Regions from separate parts of the Mus musculus genome. Here all the other regions are linked to region 6. A link is a contact called in public Hi-C and promoter capture Hi-C data. All regions are on one chromosome and are shown on one strand. Each heading gives the region's core, a stretch centred on a gene start, on an enhancer-like site or on the middle of the called end of the contact. The rest is flanking DNA. Distances are from core to core; before and after follow the strand shown. Region 1 holds the start of Kpna6 (karyopherin (importin) alpha 6). Region 2 holds the start of Ptp4a2 (protein tyrosine phosphatase 4a2). Region 3 holds the start of Ccdc28b (coiled coil domain containing 28B). Region 4 holds the start of Zbtb8os (zinc finger and BTB domain containing 8 opposite strand). Region 5 holds the start of Pef1 (penta-EF hand domain containing 1). Region 6 holds the start of Trnau1ap (tRNA selenocysteine 1 associated protein 1).

Region 1 (2,700 bases), core at 187-2,686, 2.7 Mb before region 6:
CTTGTTGCAGTGTGTTAGACGCCTTCTCTATGCACAGTTTTGTTTGAAAACTGGATGAGAGGTGGGAAGTGGCAGGCCAGATCTGATTCTGAAATCACTGGCAGAGAAAGTCTTTTCTGTTTCCTCAGAATTAGAGATTATAGCAAACTTTAGAAATGCACTACTCTTTACAATAGGCGGAGGTCAGCAATTCACTCTAAACTTTTCCACTTTCATTCAGACTAAAGATTTCAAACTGGACCCATATCAAAACACAACTTCCCAACTTTACGCAGGGTTAAAACTGTCCCCCCTCTCTCTCATCCCACCACTAGAGGGCCAGCCCATAAAAGGCACCAGTTAATTCCTAGGGCTCTGGAGTGATCACCCTGGTTTAATCACCGCGTGACCTTGGATAAGTTACTTTACCACTCTAAGCCTCAGTTTCCCCATCTGCAAAACAGGAATAACAGCAGCACCTATCCCACTAGATTGCAATTAGGTTAAACAAGACACGTTAAGCACTGACAATAACGTCTGCACGTACAGATTGGCAAATTTAAAGTTTTTCACTTTACTGATGCCAACAAATTACCAATACTGGTTTCACTTCTGAATTCGAAGACCATCATCGTATTCTTTTGAGCAACGGCTTTCGTATCCGGAATGCTCTTTAAAAAAGATCAACAGGTCTCTCTTTTTCTCCTAACCAGAGTTGGCCCAGAAACAGTAAGTCCCTGACCTGTCTGTGCCAAGAAGTCTTGGCTTTGGTCTCTCTACCACTGCGAAGGCTGTCACTGAGTCTAGCCGAACCACCCCATTCCTGCGCCGACTGGGACATTTTCCTGGCCTTCAAAGGCCCAAGCTCTGCTGGACCCGGCCGGCCCTTGGTTACCGGGCCGGAGCTGGCCTGCCCTGGGTCTCCTCTCCAGAGGACTCTACCCTCTACGTAGGCAGCTAGGACTTCACTTGGTTCAGAAGCCCGGCGTCCAAAAGCCCGAGGAAGCAGGCTCTCCGCGGCCAGGCCTGCTGCTGGAGCCCGGAGCCCGGCCCCCGGATCCACGGCAGGCGCAGGGCGAGAGGGCAGGGCTCTGCTTACCCCGGGAAGCGCGAGCTCTGACCCGAGGCCACCACGTGGGGACAGCCCAGGACGCTAGCAGTGCGGAACAAGCCCCCAGGGCTGCTCCCCGTGCGGGCGGCCCTACGCCAGCCCTAAACTGGCCCGAGGGGCGCTCCCGATCTGCCTTCTCCTCCCATGCCTCTCTGGATGCTTCCGACATCTGCTTCGGACGAGAGACAGGCCCTCGCCAGACCCCGCTCCCCGACACCTCGGCCCGAACACCCATCTCCTGAGCCGCTTCACTCACCCATCGCGGCTCCGCTCGCTCGGACTTGGCGGCGGCCGCAGCGGTAGCTTCAGCGGTAGCCTCGGCAGACAATATGGCGGACCTGCAGGACGGCGGCCTGACGGGGACAAACGTTTTATACCGTGCTAAAACGCGTTCTTAACCCTCACGCCCCCTTCCCTCCAAGGGATATCAGGATAGGGGCGGGCTTAAAGAGAACGCAGCCACTAAAGATGGCAATTAGGGATGGAATAGACAGCCGAGGCTGGAGGGAGACTAGAAGGAATATGTACAAAACAAAGTGTGTCAAACTCTCTGCCTCTGCTTCTGTCTCCCAAGTGCTGGAATTAAAGGCGTGCGCCACCACCGCCCGGTTGCCACAAGCACTTTAAACCACTGGGCCATCTCTCTGGTCCTTGCTGTCTGTGGTTTTAAAGGCAGAAGGGGCAGAACGATTGGACCTGGAGATCCAATCTCTTTCTGTTTTTATTTCTTCTTTATGGCGAGACCTTCTTTCCCAAAAATTCTTCATAATTAAGCCTGTATAGACCCTGAACTAAATAATTATTTTGAGAGAGGAAGTGATTCGTTCAAGGCTCCGGAGATAAGGAAAAGGAGTGGAGATTAAGCTGGGGTTTGAATATTGTTTTTGTTCATTTGAGACAGGATCTTTACTATGTATCTCTGGCTGGCCTGGACCTTTATAAATCAGAAAGACTTCAAACTCACAGCGATCCACCTATCTGCCTCCCAAGTGCTGAGGTAAAAGGCTCCCAGACCAGTTGTTTGTTTACGGGAGGCAGGGTTTCAGATATCCTAGACTTGAACTCTAGATTCTCCTTCTTCCACCTCCCCTCTGCTGAGGTTACAGGTGTGCGCTATCACACTAGAGGGAGTTTGTTTCTCCAGCAAAAGGGTGTGGTGGGGTAGGGGCAGAGCCCAGTAACCTTTTAATGACAGGGTCAGTTCTATATTGCTGACTAGTATGACCACCACCTTCCAGTGTCTGACTTATAGCTATTGAATGAATAAATGAACAAATAAACAAGCAAACAAATAAATAACAGGTCAATGAGCTCCCTTTTTTAGTGATGAGGACCTTGAAGCACGTGCCTTTTGAATCAAGGAATTTGGGGCTGATGCTTATTAACCTCCTTATTTTGCATGATAGCATTCCAGTCTTCCACATCAACACACAGAGCCGGGGTTACGTCCAATCTTGCCAATTCTAACCAAATGCCTGGCCGATAAAGTGAAACAACTCAAAAGTCAAATTCTATGACTTGAGGAAAAGGAATACTGTTATCACAATAATCAACCTCCTTATCTCACTTATCTCCAAAATCGTTCTGCCCCATCTGTCTTTAAAACCAGA
Region 2 (2,700 bases), core at 132-2,631, 2.5 Mb before region 6:
TCCAGAGCCTTTTCCTGTTCCACTTGGCAATAGCCCAAACCAGCCTCCCAACTCACCGGGTAACCACATTTTCCAAACAAGAAATCAAGATGCATGAACTGGCTTATAACTTCTGGCCAGGTTTCAAAAGCAAAAGGCAAACAAAAACAAAACAAAACAACACAACACAAAAAACCTCCTTCCATTAGAGAATCTCTAAGATAATCTTCAAAACTGTTAAAATCCAACTCAAACTTTTTTTTTTTTTTGAGGCTCCCAAGAGTTGAATTTAGGGCCTCACATGCAAGGCAAGCTTTTCCCAGAGTTCTATTCCCAGTTCCAATTCTAGAGGTGCTTTCTTTCTGTAGACCAGGCTGGCCTTGAACTGGGTTTAAAGGCATAGGCCACCACCGCCAGACTTTTTTTTTTAATCACGCCCATTCTTCATACTTTATTTAAGTATTGAAGAGTATCTGTGCTGTGAAGACAGTATTCCGCTTAATAGTTGAGAATACCTAGGAAAAAACTTTTTCCTTAATTCTGCATTTCCGTATCTAAAGAGTCTGTGTGTTGCTTGCCCGATAGAGGTCTGGGGAGCAGGGCAGAGAGACTTCGCAGAGATGTTCGAGGCCTCCAGGAAGGACAGCCAAGTATAAGGTACTCGGTTCCCCACTTCTGAGCTGGAAATCCCCGAGCTCAGGCCCCGGTTGCCGCCCAGTCCCAGTCCCAGACCCAGCGGGATCTGGCTCGAGGCGCCTCCCGGGATCCGGAATCCGCCCGCGACCTTGCGGGTCACTGGGTGGCCAGAGGCGCTAACTTAGACCCAGGTGCGGATGGGCGAGTCGCAGAGTGGGCGGGCGCTTCCCTCAGCCACGTTCGTCACCCCGCTACCCCCACCCCGCGCCGGTCACATGTATACGCCTTCCGTCGCCCCCAGTGCCGAGCGCAGCAAGCCACGCGGAGGCGGAGCGCGGGAGGCGCCCAGGGCAGTGGGTCAAAGCTCTGTAGGCAGAGTGGGTGGGGCCAACCGCCGCGAGCCGCCGGCAGCCAATCATCGGTTCCGAGGGCGTGGCTGCGCCGCGCGCGCCGCGCCCCGCAGCGCCCCCTGAGGGGCGGCGGCGGGAGCTGGTCCGGCTGCGCGCGCAGCGGTGGTGGCGGCGGCGCGATCGGCCGGGCTGTAACCGTCGTTCGTCCGGGAGCGGCTGGAGCGGCAGCAGCGGCCGGGCACGGCGCGAGGCGACGCCAGCGGGCAGCGGCGGTAGCGGGGGCAGCGGCGGCAGCGGGGGGGGAACACAGCGGCGGTCGCGGCAGCAACAGTAGCAGCAGCAAGACGGACTCGTGGACACGCGCCGCCGCCGCCGCCGCCGGGCCGGGCCGGGTGTCGCGCGCCGAGGCTGGGGGGGAGTCGTCGCCGCCGCCGCCGCCGCTCCCGCCGCCGCCGCCGCCGCCGAGGTGACTGAGGAGAGAGGCGCCTCCTCGCTCCCGCCTCCGCCGGCCTTCAATGCCCAGTCCCCAGCTTGCCAGCGTGAGTGCGCCCCTCCCGGGCGGCCCCGCGCGGCGCCCGGGCCTCGGGCAGGGGAGGGCGGGAGGCGCCGCTGCCATTAGAGCAGGCCCGAGACACGTCCCCGGAAGGAGGGCCGGGCCGGGCCAGGGGCGGGGAGCGCGGCTCGAGGTGGGGTGAGCGAGCGAGAGAGCGAGAGAGCGTAGAAGAATGCGGGAGAAGGTGCGTGTGCGGGCAGCATGTGTCCTTGTGGGGGCGAAGGTGTGGTGAGAGCGAGTGGGGACGAGGAGGAGCGTGGCGGACTAGGTGGTGTGCAGGGGTGCGCCTGCGTTTGTCCGGCGCGTGAGCACAGGCATCCTGGAGGCCCCTTGGTCTTTGTGTTGATAGGGAACCCTTCGCGTCCAGGGACTTAATTCACTCAAGCGTGGGATCCCTGAGTTGCAGTCAAGTAAGAGAAAAGGGTCTGAGTCTCCCGTGACGCTGATCTCTGGCGTTCTTTCCCCTTTTCGTAAAAATGTATTGTAAATTTATGAATTTCCAGAGATGTCTTTGCCATCCTCCCCACCCCCATTTCCCAGCGCTAACCATCCAAGCTTGACTCTTGTCCCGGAGTCTGAGTTTTAGCCGGTAAAGTATTCGGAAGCGTAAACTTTTTTTTTTTTGGCAAATGCTCAGTGTTGAGGTCAAGGCTATTTAATGAGGTAAGCCGCGGTATCTTTTATCTGTGACTCTCTCGTATCCTTCTGCAGAAAAGCGCCTAAGAAACGGTCATAAATATCGATAAAGTGCCATAGTTTAGTTTCTGCCCTTGGATTTGTCACGAAGTATAAAGTGACTAATCTAGCGTCATTGTAGGCATTCAGCAAATGTTTCAGTTTGGAGTCGCTATTGCTGGATTAGTATATGGTATTTACTTGCTTCCCCGCTCTGTGTTACTGAGCTGTTTCAGACAGGAAGTGAGAGAAGTTGAGCCTTGTTAGTGTGCAAGAGGAAACTAAGACTATAGAAGAACTCACATTATCAGAGCTTCGTTTTTTGATCCTGACACTCTTAGTTTTGGATCGGATGATCGGAAAGAATTGTTAATGGACTTTTTCTATGGGGGATGCAGAAGAAGTTCTTTTGTTTCATTTGTTTTATTGGACTTTTAGAAGTTCCAAATAGGTTCTTGATTTGGTATCATCTCAAATGCTTCATAACAGGTTGGCTTTGAACTCTGA
Region 3 (2,700 bases), core at 46-2,545, 2.7 Mb before region 6:
CTCGCTGCTTGGGTGATGGCAAATGAGGGAGTCCCAGAGCCAAGGAGCCACTGTGGCTGGTGGGCACAGGGACTCTGCGCAGTGTGCCTGGGGCCTGTGCTGGTTGGGTCAGGCAGGGCTTAGGACTCCGTTTCTTCTTTTTGTCTTCCATTGGGTGGTGTGTTGGACCTCAGGTCTGGGAAGGAAGGGGGCAAAATCATCCCTTCACTCAGCACCCTCTTTCGTCTGAGAGGAAGGGTCTTCAGATGTATCTTTGTCCATCAGTCAGGAGCTCTGTCCTCTTGTCTGTACAGGGTCATATGCCAGCCTGCTGCTGGACTGTAGCTATGCATCTGAAGGACCTCCCAAGGCCAGCAAAGCCCTTTTCTTCCTGACAGCCCCATCTGCCTGCTGGAGAGGGCTGGCCCAGACCAGGGTCATCTTGCTGTTTTCCTGTCACTACAGCCCAGAGCCTGGGGCTGTAGAGGAAGATGCTCAGGAGACAGGGTGGATGTGACTAGGGGAGCAAGCTGAGGATCAGGAGGCCATTTGCTAGGCAACGGTCTGTATATGGCAGCGGATACTGACTAACTGCATGAGGTGCAACCAAGGTAAGGCAGGGACACCTGGAAATACCCTGGTGTCAATCATATGGACCAGGAATAGCCGGCTCATCACTGGCCTCTCTTCCACTTCACTTCAACTACACATGCCAGGGCTGCCCAGAAGTTCCCAGGACAGCTTCTAGTCTCTTCTTTTTCTAGTTAGAAAGTCTTTAGGGGCTAGACCTCCAACAATGTAACTCTGACTTGATTAGCTTAGCTTGACTCCCCTACAGCCCCATCACCTAGGTATCTGGTCTGCTGAGGTCCTCTCCAGGGGAGGTCTCAGCTCCCTCACTTTACTTCCGAGAGGGCGATGGTCAAATCGGAACATTAAGCGTTTAAGCTGGCATGGAACAGCTGGGTGGCATCAGTGGGGCTCGGGGGTGGGGTGGGGGGTGGTGGTGGTGGGAGACAGAACTCTTTTTCTCTCCATGTAGCAGCAGTGTGACCCAGTAAGAGACCTGATGGAAGCGGCAGCCAGAGCGACTGTGATCCGCCTGAGATGTGCCTAAGGAAAGATTCAGTTCTCAATTCGGGCTTCAAAAAACAAGCATCAGGTGCGGCACCCCGCCCCCATCCTCCTCACTCCCTTCTCGCCCCCTTGGGGTTCTACTGACCTGGAAGTTTGGGGTCTGGAGTGTGAAACAGTGCTTCTTTGCAATCTCCCTTCACCCTGCTTTCTCTCTCCTCAGGGGAACTGGAGCTGGAGGGAGCTAAGCTGGCTGGAGATGATTTGCATTTAAAGAGAAAGTAGCCCTCTTTGGATTCCCTGGGAGCGGAGCCGGAGGAGAGTACTTCCGTCGATTTAACAGTTCCCCTTCCCTACCTCCCACAAGAACTAAAGGAGCACTGTTAGTTACGGGATATGGATTTAAAATCATTTCCTTTTCTTGTCACGTTTGGAGGGGATCCCTTACAAAATGGTGGTGGCTTTGTTTGCAGCAGGGGTGGTAGGGAAATGATGGGGCTAAATGAATGTGTGGGCAGAGGCAATATATAAGTATACGGGAAAATGAGGGGCGGACACCAGAAGGAACAAAGACAATCAGTACCCAGCACCCTGTTAAGCCTTTTATGTACATTCAATCCTGAGACATAACTGTTATCCCGATTTTACGGAAAATAATCAATTGTCACTCATTCCTGGGCACGGTCGCTGTCCTGTGACATCCAGATACTCCTAGCCTGTAAGCGCTGAAGAACTGACAGGGCCTCTCCCCACCTCCGAACCAGAGCAAATAGGATCCCAAGCAGGCTGGCAGGAGGTGGGGCGTGAGAGCTCCGGAAGGAGGCTGGCCCAGAACTGTTGGCGGTTGTGCTGCTGGAGGAGGGAGGTCCCACCAATGAGGCTATTTGAAGATCTGGCAGAGGAGTCTGGTTCAGATCTCCAGAACAGCATCCGATGCCACAGGAGAGGGTGTCAGGCTGCCCAGCAGGCTCAAATTAAAGCGACCTAGGCAACAAAGCATCCATCTTCCCTTTTCCTTTAGCAACAACAGTAGGTTTCCCTGGCTGTGGGCACCCAGAGGTGTTGCTTCTGGGATCTTTTCCAGGTGCTGTTAACATGCAAACTGCTCTAGGAAGCAACTCTAATCCAAGACTTCTAAACAACCAAGAACCGGAGGGAGGGGAGCACGCTGGAAGGTCCCTTTCCTCTCAGAATTGCTGCTGGAGCAGGGTGCCAGCTTCGTTCATCAAAGTGACAGTGGGCCCAGGAGCACCCGGGGTTGCCACCTTCAGCTGCTTCCCTGAGGAGCCAGAAGCTTTTGCGGAGCCACTTGCGCTTGCAAGCTCCTGATGCGGAGGCAGGAAAGGAATCCTCTCCACCCCTACTGGAGGACTTTTAGAATCAATTTGTCTACCGCTTCTGGCTAGAAGGAATCAAGGGACAGCCCCTATAAAGCTGAGCAGTTCCATCTTTTCTGCCCAACCAACCCAGAGACCTGGTGCTGGCTGAGGCCACCTACAGTGTCCCTTAGAGGAAACCAGCTGAATTAGGGAACTACTAAGGCCGCGCGCATGCGCATTTCCCCAGGAGGGCGAGAGCACAGACCCAGTAGCTTCCTACCCCTTACTCAGCTGTGTGAACACCTTCCTTCAATAGGTCCTCAAGGCC
Region 4 (2,700 bases), core at 70-2,569, 3.0 Mb before region 6:
AATGTTTTTAAAAGACAAATCAAGTTAGCGAACGTAAACGGAAAGGGCACAAACCTCTCCAAGCCACCGGCGTAGCGCCCGGATTTTGACAACGAAATGGAGATTCATCTTAATCTCCCAGGTCGCGGGCACCAACGCCACTCTCGGCCGCGGCGGGCCGGAAGTCCTGGGGCCACCCCAGCCGGACACTCCGTTACTCCTTCGGGGGCCGATGGTGTCCAACCCCGAACGAAGCACGGTGGCGCGCGCCAAGTCCGCCAAACCCGGGGAGGAGACCTGCGCATCGAGCCTGGGGATGGAGAGCGGCGCCCCGAGTCTCGGCAGGCAGAGGGACCGGCAGGGAGCCTCGTAGTCGCCTAGGCCGGAGACCTGGCGTCGCCTCGCATCCGCTCCGGAGGAGCTGCTGCGCCGTTAGCCCGCCCCGCCGGGGAGCTCAGTCCTCAGGCCGGCGTCGCTGGGACGAGGCTCGCCAGAGTCGGGCCTGCTCTCCGTCTCAGGCCGCGTAACAGGCCACGACACAGCCCTACAAGCCAGCACCGTCCCTTCCGAGCCGGCCTCGGCACACTCACCTTCCTTGTCAGCCATGGCGGCAGGAGAGCCGGGAGGGGTTGGGGGATCCCGGGGTCGTGCGTTGCAGGAGGGGCGGGGAGGCTACGAGCGCTCCACTCCGCGCGCGCGGCCTCTATTGTTTCCTGCGGCCCGTGCGTAGGGGGCCGGCTCGCGTGCCTTCGCGCCAACACCGACCAATGAGAAAGCGCGGGTCTGAGGGGTGGGCGGAGCATCCGCCTCGCGGCCTATGGAGACGCTCGAGAGTCGTTTTCTCCAGAGTCCCGAGGCGCGCGCGCTCCGCCCCTTCTCTCTCCCCCACCCCCCACCACAGTCCGGAGACTTCCACGGATTGCGCGCGCGCCCCGCCTGCCGGGATGAGGCCCGTGCAGATCACGTGACATACACCCTACACGCTCATGCGCAGCCATCTTCTTAGCAGGCCGTTATGCTGACAACTCCCTCAGGGTAGCGAAAGAATTTGGAAGTGTTTCCGGGTCTGGTTAGCAACTCGGAGGGCCAGACGAGGAGAAAACGCATCACCGTTTAGACTTACAGGTGCCTAATTCAAGGTGGCGTCTTTTAACTGACTCCCTCGGTACTAATAGTGATGAGTGCAGGAAATAAGATGCTGGTCTCTAAAACATGTTATAAAAGCGGCAGGACCGAGCCTGGCAGCCCGGCAGCCCGGCAGCCGCAAGCGGGTATATCCTTCCGCGAGCTTGCAGAATGGAGTCCTGGTCCTTTTAGACCCGCTGCCAAGGGGGTGGGGTGTAGAGCGGAAGTTATGGCGCGGGGCCGAAGTCTGGCTGATGAAGGGCGGAAGTAAGAGTACCAACTCCGCAATCATGGCTCAAGAGGAGGAAGATGTTAGAGATTACAATTTGACGGAGGAACAGAAGGCGACCAAGGACAAGTATCCTCCAGTCAATCGAAAATATGAATGTGAGTAGGTGGCCCACATCTCTTGCATTCGGACAACCTGCGGCTTCCTGCTTCGCCCACTTCTTTGCCCTAAAGGTGCTCTGGCGTGATCACAGTGTGCCCCTCTTTGGACCCAATTTAGGGGGAAAGTGAAGAAAAAGATCACCTTACTAGAGAATGAAGAAACCCGAGGCCGTATCCCCTGCCCCCATCCATTCTAAAAGTCCATGTGTGCCTGAATCACACTTACCTTTGGGGATAGAGTTAAATGGTGTGGCGCTGGTCCAACATTTATCATTGTAAATTATACTTGTGCATTAGTTGTATTTTTAAGTGATTTCTGGGTTGTCCTCGAGTTTCTCCCAGTAGGGAATAGTGTGACCAGGTTAGAGTAATCAAGACATACCTTTTTCTGTGCGTGCGTGCGTGCGTACGTGTGTGTCCACAGCCCAAGATTGGATCTTATTACGTACTGCAACTTTTGCATCACGTTAAATTTTTTTGAAAGATAAAAATTTAGCCGGGGGCTGGTGAGATGACTCAGTGGGTAAGAGCACCCGACTGCTCTTCCGAAGGTCAGGAGTTCAAATCCCAGCAACCACATGGTGGCTCACAACAAGATCTGACTCCCTCTTCTGGAGTGTCTGAGGACAGCTACAGTGTATTTACATATAATAAATAAATAAATATTTAAAAAAAAAATTTAGCCGGGTAGTGGTGGCGCACGCCTTTAATCCCAGCACTTGGGAGGCAGAGGCAGGCGGATTTCTAAGTTCGAGGCCAGCCTGGTCTGCATAGTGAGTTCCAGGACAGCTAGAGCTACAGAGTAAGGCCCTGTCTCAGAAATAAAGAAATTTCTTATGTCTTTAATGGACATCCTAGACTAGTAGTCTACCCCTGAGCTATAATGGCTTCTGCCCTACAGTAGTCTTTGAGTATAGGGTTCCTGAGATTAAAAAATTTGAGAACCACCCTATATAGCAATGTATCATCTTTTTTAAAAAGTTGAAAGAATTGAGTATAATTTACCTATGCCCCAGTAAAGTGTTAAGTACTTTCCTTTTTGTGTGTGTGACAGGATTTCACTCTAACCCTCACTGACCTGGAACTCACTAGGTGATTCCCTGGTGCTGGAATCACAGACATGGTCCACCACACCTGGCCCAGATTATTATTGTTGCTAAACAGATCTCCCGGTGTAAGCAGCCCTAGTTTCCAGATAGACCAGTT
Region 5 (2,700 bases), core at 69-2,568, 2.2 Mb before region 6:
ATGAATGAGTGTTGTAACCCTGAGTGTGAGAGGCTGTGACTAGTTCATTTTTAAGTTAGCATTTTCCTAAGTTGTATTCCAGAAAACTGTGACTCAGAGAGGTTAAATGACTTCTTCAAGATCACACAGCTAGAAACTGTTTAAAAAAGAAAACGAACAACAGGATCTGCTCACTAACGCCAGTGCTGAGGGGGAAGCTGAGCAAAGAAATAAGCCAGCGGGGCGCTGGTGGGTAAGGCTGGGCCAGATCACGAAGGAACTGGATCACCAGACTTGTCTTCCTCTGCAGGTAAGGATGAGGACCGTGCTTTGCAGACTGTCCTATGGCCAGTACCACGATCAGCAGTGGGACTGTGGAAAGTGCCTGGCTAGATTGAAAGCTCAGGACTTTTTATTTAAAAAGTATAGTGTTGGCACTGTAGATACTGGGGATACAATTATAAGCAAATCAAACACAATTCTTGTCCACATGAGAGTTTTTGTTGTTGCTGCTGCTGCTGTTGTTGTTTGAGACAGAGCCTCATTATGCAGCCATGGCTAGACTGGAACTGTCTATGTATGTATGCTTGCTTCTGCCTGCTGAGACTAAAGGCATGTGCCACCAGGCCCGGCCACGTGGGAATGTAACTAATCAAATAAACATGCAACCAAGTTTAGAACCTAAACCCCAAGAGCCAAGTACAGGAAAGTTGGTAACTTAGGAACTGTGATTTGACCTACAGAGGGAATAAAACCTCCTTGTTGAGACCTAGTCATCTACTGACACTAGTTCTAGGCCGTACTTTGCTGAGGAACTCACTGTGAGTTTAGGTAACTAAGTCATTGCCTTTCTGAGCCTCAGTTTCCCCATACATAAAGATAGGAGCACCGTGACATCTTAATTTTCCTTCTCTTCTGGCGGTCTGACCTTTCTCCACTGTCCACGGGTCTGTTTAGTACCCACGTTCTAAATGGCACCTGCATTCCAGGAAAGGCTTAAGTTCTCAGTAGCCATGGCAACCGCCTGGGCGTTAGAAGTAAAGTGATCACGACAGTGACGTAACTAATATGCGTCAGGTTATAATATGGCCTTGCCAGGTTATAATATGGCCACCACAGAAACAACTGACCAAGTCTCCCCATTAGATAACTACAGCTGGCCAGGCCCGAGGTCCGCTGCAGGTCACGAAAAATAAAAACAAACGAGCCACTACGGTCAACAACACTTCCGGACACTCCTACCCAGCCCTCTGTAAGGTACCAGCTCACCGCCTGTGACTTCCGTTTGTTGACCGGAAGATTGACAGCCTGTCCGTCCAATCACAATCGGACCCGCCCCAAAATCCAACCAGGAGCGGCATTGGGAGCAGGAAACTCCGCCTACCACAGTTGTGTGACGTCATAACCGCCATGGCCAGCTATCCAAACGGACAGGTGAGTTGTAGTGGCCCCTGCGTCAATATTTGGGCTTGTCTATAGATCCGGTACCACTCTCCATCCTCGGCTCTTTCTCCCCACTTGATCCGCAGCCTTTTCACGCAGAGGTTTACTTCAACAAGACTCTGTGTGAGCGAGAAACAGGAGGGCCAGTCCGTCGCGCTCGTTTTACGTCACATAGGACCACTCGAGGGGTTGTTTATATTGCGCAAAACTGGCTTTGGGGGTTTTGCTGTGAATTGATCCGGGCTGAACCGGACCAGGGTGCTTAACTCAGGTCTCCGTGGGGCGGAGTCCTCTGTGCTCTCGAGGCGTTTAGAGCTCTTTTTCCCTTGGAGTCTTTCTGGGCGTAACTTGATAAAAACAAGTTGCCCGACTCTCTCAGCACCGTCCTGCGACCGAATAATCTCGGGACAATCAGTGGTAGGAGGTACCAGAAGTGAGATTACACCCCTCACGGTTGTCCAGCGTCCTTTCACACGTAGGAAAAGTGAAACCCAGAGAAGATATGGAGTTTATCTAAGTTACCAAGTAGTTAGGCAGCAGAGCCAAGGTCAGAACTTGGGTTGTCTGCAACTGCTTCTTCCTTCCTTTCTAGCCTGCCTTGAACCAGCCGGGAACATCATTTCAGTGTGATTTATTTTGTGGCCAGAATTAGGTGACATAGAGGTGCCAAATGCAGTTTTGAGTTAAAAGTGGAGCCAGATCTTTGCCGCATTAGTTTTAAGTCTTTTTTTTTTTTTTTTTTTTTTCCTGATCCAGTTTCCTCTCATAAAATGGACCAAGTAGTAAGAGTCCACCCCTCACAGAGTTATTAGGAAGAACGATGTGATTCCTGTAGGCATATGCTATGCTATACGGTAAAGTGTAACATCACTTTGTAGGAGTTTTCAAAGCAGGCCCCTCACTTCGAAATAATTTGGACAAAATAATCGTCCTGATCACAGAGTAGTTTAAGAGATTAGTCTCATGTATGGAAAGTGGAATGCAAAGTCAAATGGGTTATTACCAAGCTTTGATTGGCCATAGTCACAGACTAAAAGATATTTAAAGGCCTATGTGGTTTATATAGCATTTCTTACATTTACTTTGTGTGTGTGTTGGGGGTGGGGAGAGGGCGGCTACACATGTGCACATGCACAGGAATTATTTTTTTCTCTATCATGTGGGTCTTGGGGATCAACCTTCTTGGGCCTTTCAGCAAGCCCCTTTACCCACTGAGTCATCTTGCTGGCTCCCACACAGCAGTTGGGCCCCCATTGTGCCCATATGAAGACCCTGTAA
Region 6 (2,700 bases), core at 107-2,606:
CAGCGTAGAGCAAAATAAACTAAAGCTAAATGAAACACACAGTAACTTAGCAAAGATCACACAACAGTTTTCAAAAATAGGTTCCAGCATCCTGCCCTGAATCACTGGGATACTCAACACCTGAAATACTCAACGCTTCTGCTCTGTAAGCCACCCTCTGTGGTTCTTTCACTACTGCTAGGGATGGCGAGAAGCTCTTACTCCCGCCATATTTATTCCCTTGAATAACAGTGGCAGCAGGCTCTATTAATCGAGAACTGAACGGAAAGATGAAAAGGGAGGTGTACCCAGTGAGGCGGTTTCGGATAATTTTGACGCTCATCACGGTCTCCCCCATGGTGGCAAAGGCTCTAGAGATGAAGTTCTCATCCATGTAGGGTTCCAGCTGCATAAAAACCAGAGCAGAGAGGAGAGGCTCAGGCCCATGACCCGGAGCCCTGTAAGGGGTGGAGCCCCTCCCACTCTGTCCAGGACCCCCCTCTACAGCACTAGAGAGCCAAGCTTCCTACCACGCAATGGGGAACGGTCCCAACCAACTCCTTTACTTCAAATCGCTCCCCTTGCTGGGAGGCGTGGCACACACCGTTAATCCCAGCACTAGGGAGGCAATGGTAGGTGGAGTCTGTGAGTCTACATAACGAGTTCCAGGACAGACAGAACTATGTGAAGGACCCCATCTCAAAAACAACAAAAGAAAAAACAAAAACAAATAAAATAGCTCCCCTTTATAGAACTCCCTGTGCTTCCAGTCCTAATAACAATTCTTGGGGTTCCTCCCACTCCATCCGCCCAAATCATCCCACTCCAAATCTTTCCAAACTGGAAAGGGGGATTCCAGACCCTCTACCCCATAGAGTCAGCATCTGAGGAATCTTCATTCTGATGCCCAGACTCCACTTTCAAAGACTGGGTGAATAGGTCTCGCTACGAAGCCCAAGCTGGCCTAGAACTCACTATGGAGTCTCGAACTGGTGACGATCTTCCTGCCTCGCCAAGTGCAGGGAGTAAGGCATTGGCCACCACACCCCATCTAGCTTCCCGCTGTCACCAAAACCCTTCCTGTTCACGGCCACCCTTCTGGGATCCGAAGGCCCTCTGCTCTCAGGCCCTTCCTCCCCCTACGACTCGAGACCCTCTTGTTCCCCTCAGAGCAGGGGCGACCCTGACTCACGTCTCCCATCCATAGGCTGGCCGCCATCCCGCACCCGGGCGGGGACCCTGAGGGCCTGTGGCGCGCAACCGCGCCAGTCTGCGCGACCCGGCCCGCCCGGAGCCTAAGCCTGCAGCACCTCCTGCGCACACGCTGCCTCGGCGGCCAGAGCGATCCGGGTTTTCCTCCGACCTGTCCGCCGCTTCCGGCCCCCCCAGGGGGCGTTGCTTCTACGGGCTAGGGAGTGGCTCCACGGGATAGGGGCGTGGCCTCGGCTGGGGCACAGTAGGCCTAGCTGGCACCGGCTCTGAAGAGGGTCTCTGTGGGCGGACTGCCCCGCTCTTTAATAAAACCGCGCAAATGCGTCTATAATTATTGAGTTAAGGTTTGCTCTCTGTAGGGAATACCAAGCATAAGAACGGAAGGACAGCTAGTGACCGAAACCCCTCTGGGAGCGCGGAGGATAAGCTTCCGAGGGACTGTGGAGGAGCCGCGGCCGCACAGTGGTCCTCTTGCCCTGCATCCCAGCGAGGACTTTTTGGAAGATGTAGTGGGATTCTTCATTTTCTTAAAGCCCTGAGGTGGAGAGAACTAAAGGACGGTTCTTGATGGTACACTCAAAGTCCATCGTTTTGTGTGTAGTTGGGGGTGGGGAGAGTCGGCGTCGGCATGGTCTCTGTAATCCTTGTTGACCTGTTTAAGTCTGTCTCTAGTCAGAGATCTACTTGCTTCTGCCTGTTTGTTTAATGAACGCCAGTCTTCTCAAAGCATTCCTTCCTTAACGGCTGAGCTTTGGCTCCAGCCCCACACTTTTTTTTTTTTTTTTTTTTTTTTGCCTTGAGACAAGTTTTCATGTTGGTCCCTGGTACAAGCTATATAATCTAGGCTGGCTGTAAACTCTTGGCAATCTTGCTTCAGCTTCCTAAGTGCTAGTTTTACAAGTGAAGGACACCAACCCTGGCTCCTTCCCCGTTTATTATTCTAATCCAATTCACCAAGACTTTACCACAAAGCACAGACGGACCTTTACAGAACCCTCAGTAAACTTGGTTTTTGAGAGCTCCTAAGGTGGTTGTATCCATGCTTCAACATCCAGTTGGTAGCCAACTTAGCAGAGTGGGAAGGTCCTGTGCGTTCAGATTGGTTCTGACAACCAAGTTCATCCTAAGTCCTTTAACTTAGAAAGTTCCCCAAGCCAAGAACTCAAGTCTGAAAACCAGAGGCCAACTATGAGTATAAATTTCCTGTTCCCTTCTGTTACTGTATGAATGATGCTAAGGCACTGGTGAGATGGCTCAGCAGGTAAAAGTGCATTGCACTGAACCTGACAAACACACATGTACACACAAATGTAAAAAAAAAAAAAAAAAGTTTTTCAGAGACTACAGAATGCTTTGGGTCCCATGGGATTGGAGTTAGTATCGTTGTGTAGCACCATGTGGGTGCTGAGAATTGAACCTGGGTCCTCTCCAAGTGCAACTAGTGCTATTAATCAGATCAGAGCCATCTCTCCACCCTGCAGGGAAGGCTACAACTCAAAAGAAGCCTCT

Evidence for each region. Promoter capture Hi-C pulls out the DNA fragments that hold promoters and counts their contacts. A called contact is a pair of places that touch in the nucleus more often than the background predicts.
Region 1: a contact with region 6 is called in a Hi-C map of B cells, with 7 read pairs. The contact joins the promoter of Kpna6 here to the promoter of Trnau1ap in region 6. A contact is called at or near these places in 1 of 484 Hi-C or Micro-C datasets (B cells) and 1 of 115 datasets of contacts at active chromatin or transcription factors (large pre-B cells).
Region 2: a promoter capture Hi-C map of pre-B cells shows a contact between it and region 6, with 4 times the contacts expected there. The contact joins the promoter of Ptp4a2 here to the promoter of Trnau1ap in region 6. A contact is called at or near these places in 2 of 39 promoter capture datasets (cranial neural crest and pre-B cells).
Region 3: a contact with region 6 is called in a promoter capture Hi-C map of liver, with 5 times the contacts expected there. The contact joins the promoter of Ccdc28b here to the promoter of Trnau1ap in region 6. A contact is called at or near these places in 3 of 39 promoter capture datasets (liver and pre-B cells) and 1 of 9 other capture datasets (liver).
Region 4: a contact with region 6 is called in a promoter capture Hi-C map of liver, with 4 times the contacts expected there. The contact joins the promoter of Zbtb8os here to the promoter of Trnau1ap in region 6. A contact is called at or near these places in 3 of 39 promoter capture datasets (hippocampal neurons, liver and pre-B cells).
Region 5: a contact with region 6 is called in a promoter capture Hi-C map of pre-B cells, with 2.7 times the contacts expected there. The contact joins the promoter of Pef1 here to the promoter of Trnau1ap in region 6. A contact is called at or near these places in 2 of 39 promoter capture datasets (liver and pre-B cells).

The regions. Positions count from the first base shown.
Region 1 is chr4:129,671,331-129,674,030 of GRCm38.p6, forward strand. Kpna6 (karyopherin (importin) alpha 6) reads right to left here and starts at 1,437. Exons shown (of 14, transcript NM_008468.4): 1 at 1,347-1,437. The coding sequence starts at 1,350.
Region 2 is chr4:129,819,098-129,821,797 of GRCm38.p6, forward strand. It overlaps Ptp4a2 (protein tyrosine phosphatase 4a2), which reads left to right and starts at 1,382. Exons shown (of 6, transcript NM_008974.4): 1 at 1,382-1,504.
Region 3 is chr4:129,622,613-129,625,312 of GRCm38.p6, forward strand. Ccdc28b (coiled coil domain containing 28B) reads right to left here and starts at 1,296. Exons shown (of 6, transcript NM_025455.2): 1 at 1,202-1,296; 2 at 1-175. The coding sequence starts at 151. It overlaps Gm34305 (a long non-coding RNA gene), which reads left to right and starts at 174. Exons shown (of 4, transcript XR_376684.4): 1 at 174-590; 2 at 1,022-1,141; 3 at 1,277-2,700.
Region 4 is chr4:129,334,649-129,337,348 of GRCm38.p6, forward strand. It overlaps Zbtb8os (zinc finger and BTB domain containing 8 opposite strand), which reads left to right and starts at 1,320. Exons shown (of 7, transcript NM_025970.4): 1 at 1,320-1,491. The coding sequence starts at 1,395. It overlaps Rbbp4 (retinoblastoma binding protein 4, chromatin remodeling factor), which reads right to left and starts at 722. Exons shown (of 12, transcript NM_009030.3): 1 at 570-722. The coding sequence starts at 585.
Region 5 is chr4:130,106,238-130,108,937 of GRCm38.p6, forward strand. It overlaps Pef1 (penta-EF hand domain containing 1), which reads left to right and starts at 1,319. Exons shown (of 5, transcript NM_026441.4): 1 at 1,319-1,413. The coding sequence starts at 1,390. It overlaps Gm40258 (a long non-coding RNA gene), which reads right to left and starts at 1,881. Exons shown (of 2, transcript XR_868200.3): 1 at 1,364-1,881.
Region 6 is chr4:132,328,182-132,330,881 of GRCm38.p6, forward strand. It overlaps Trnau1ap (tRNA selenocysteine 1 associated protein 1), which reads right to left and starts at 1,357. Exons shown (of 9, transcript NM_027925.3): 1 at 1,172-1,357; 2 at 288-385. The coding sequence starts at 1,198.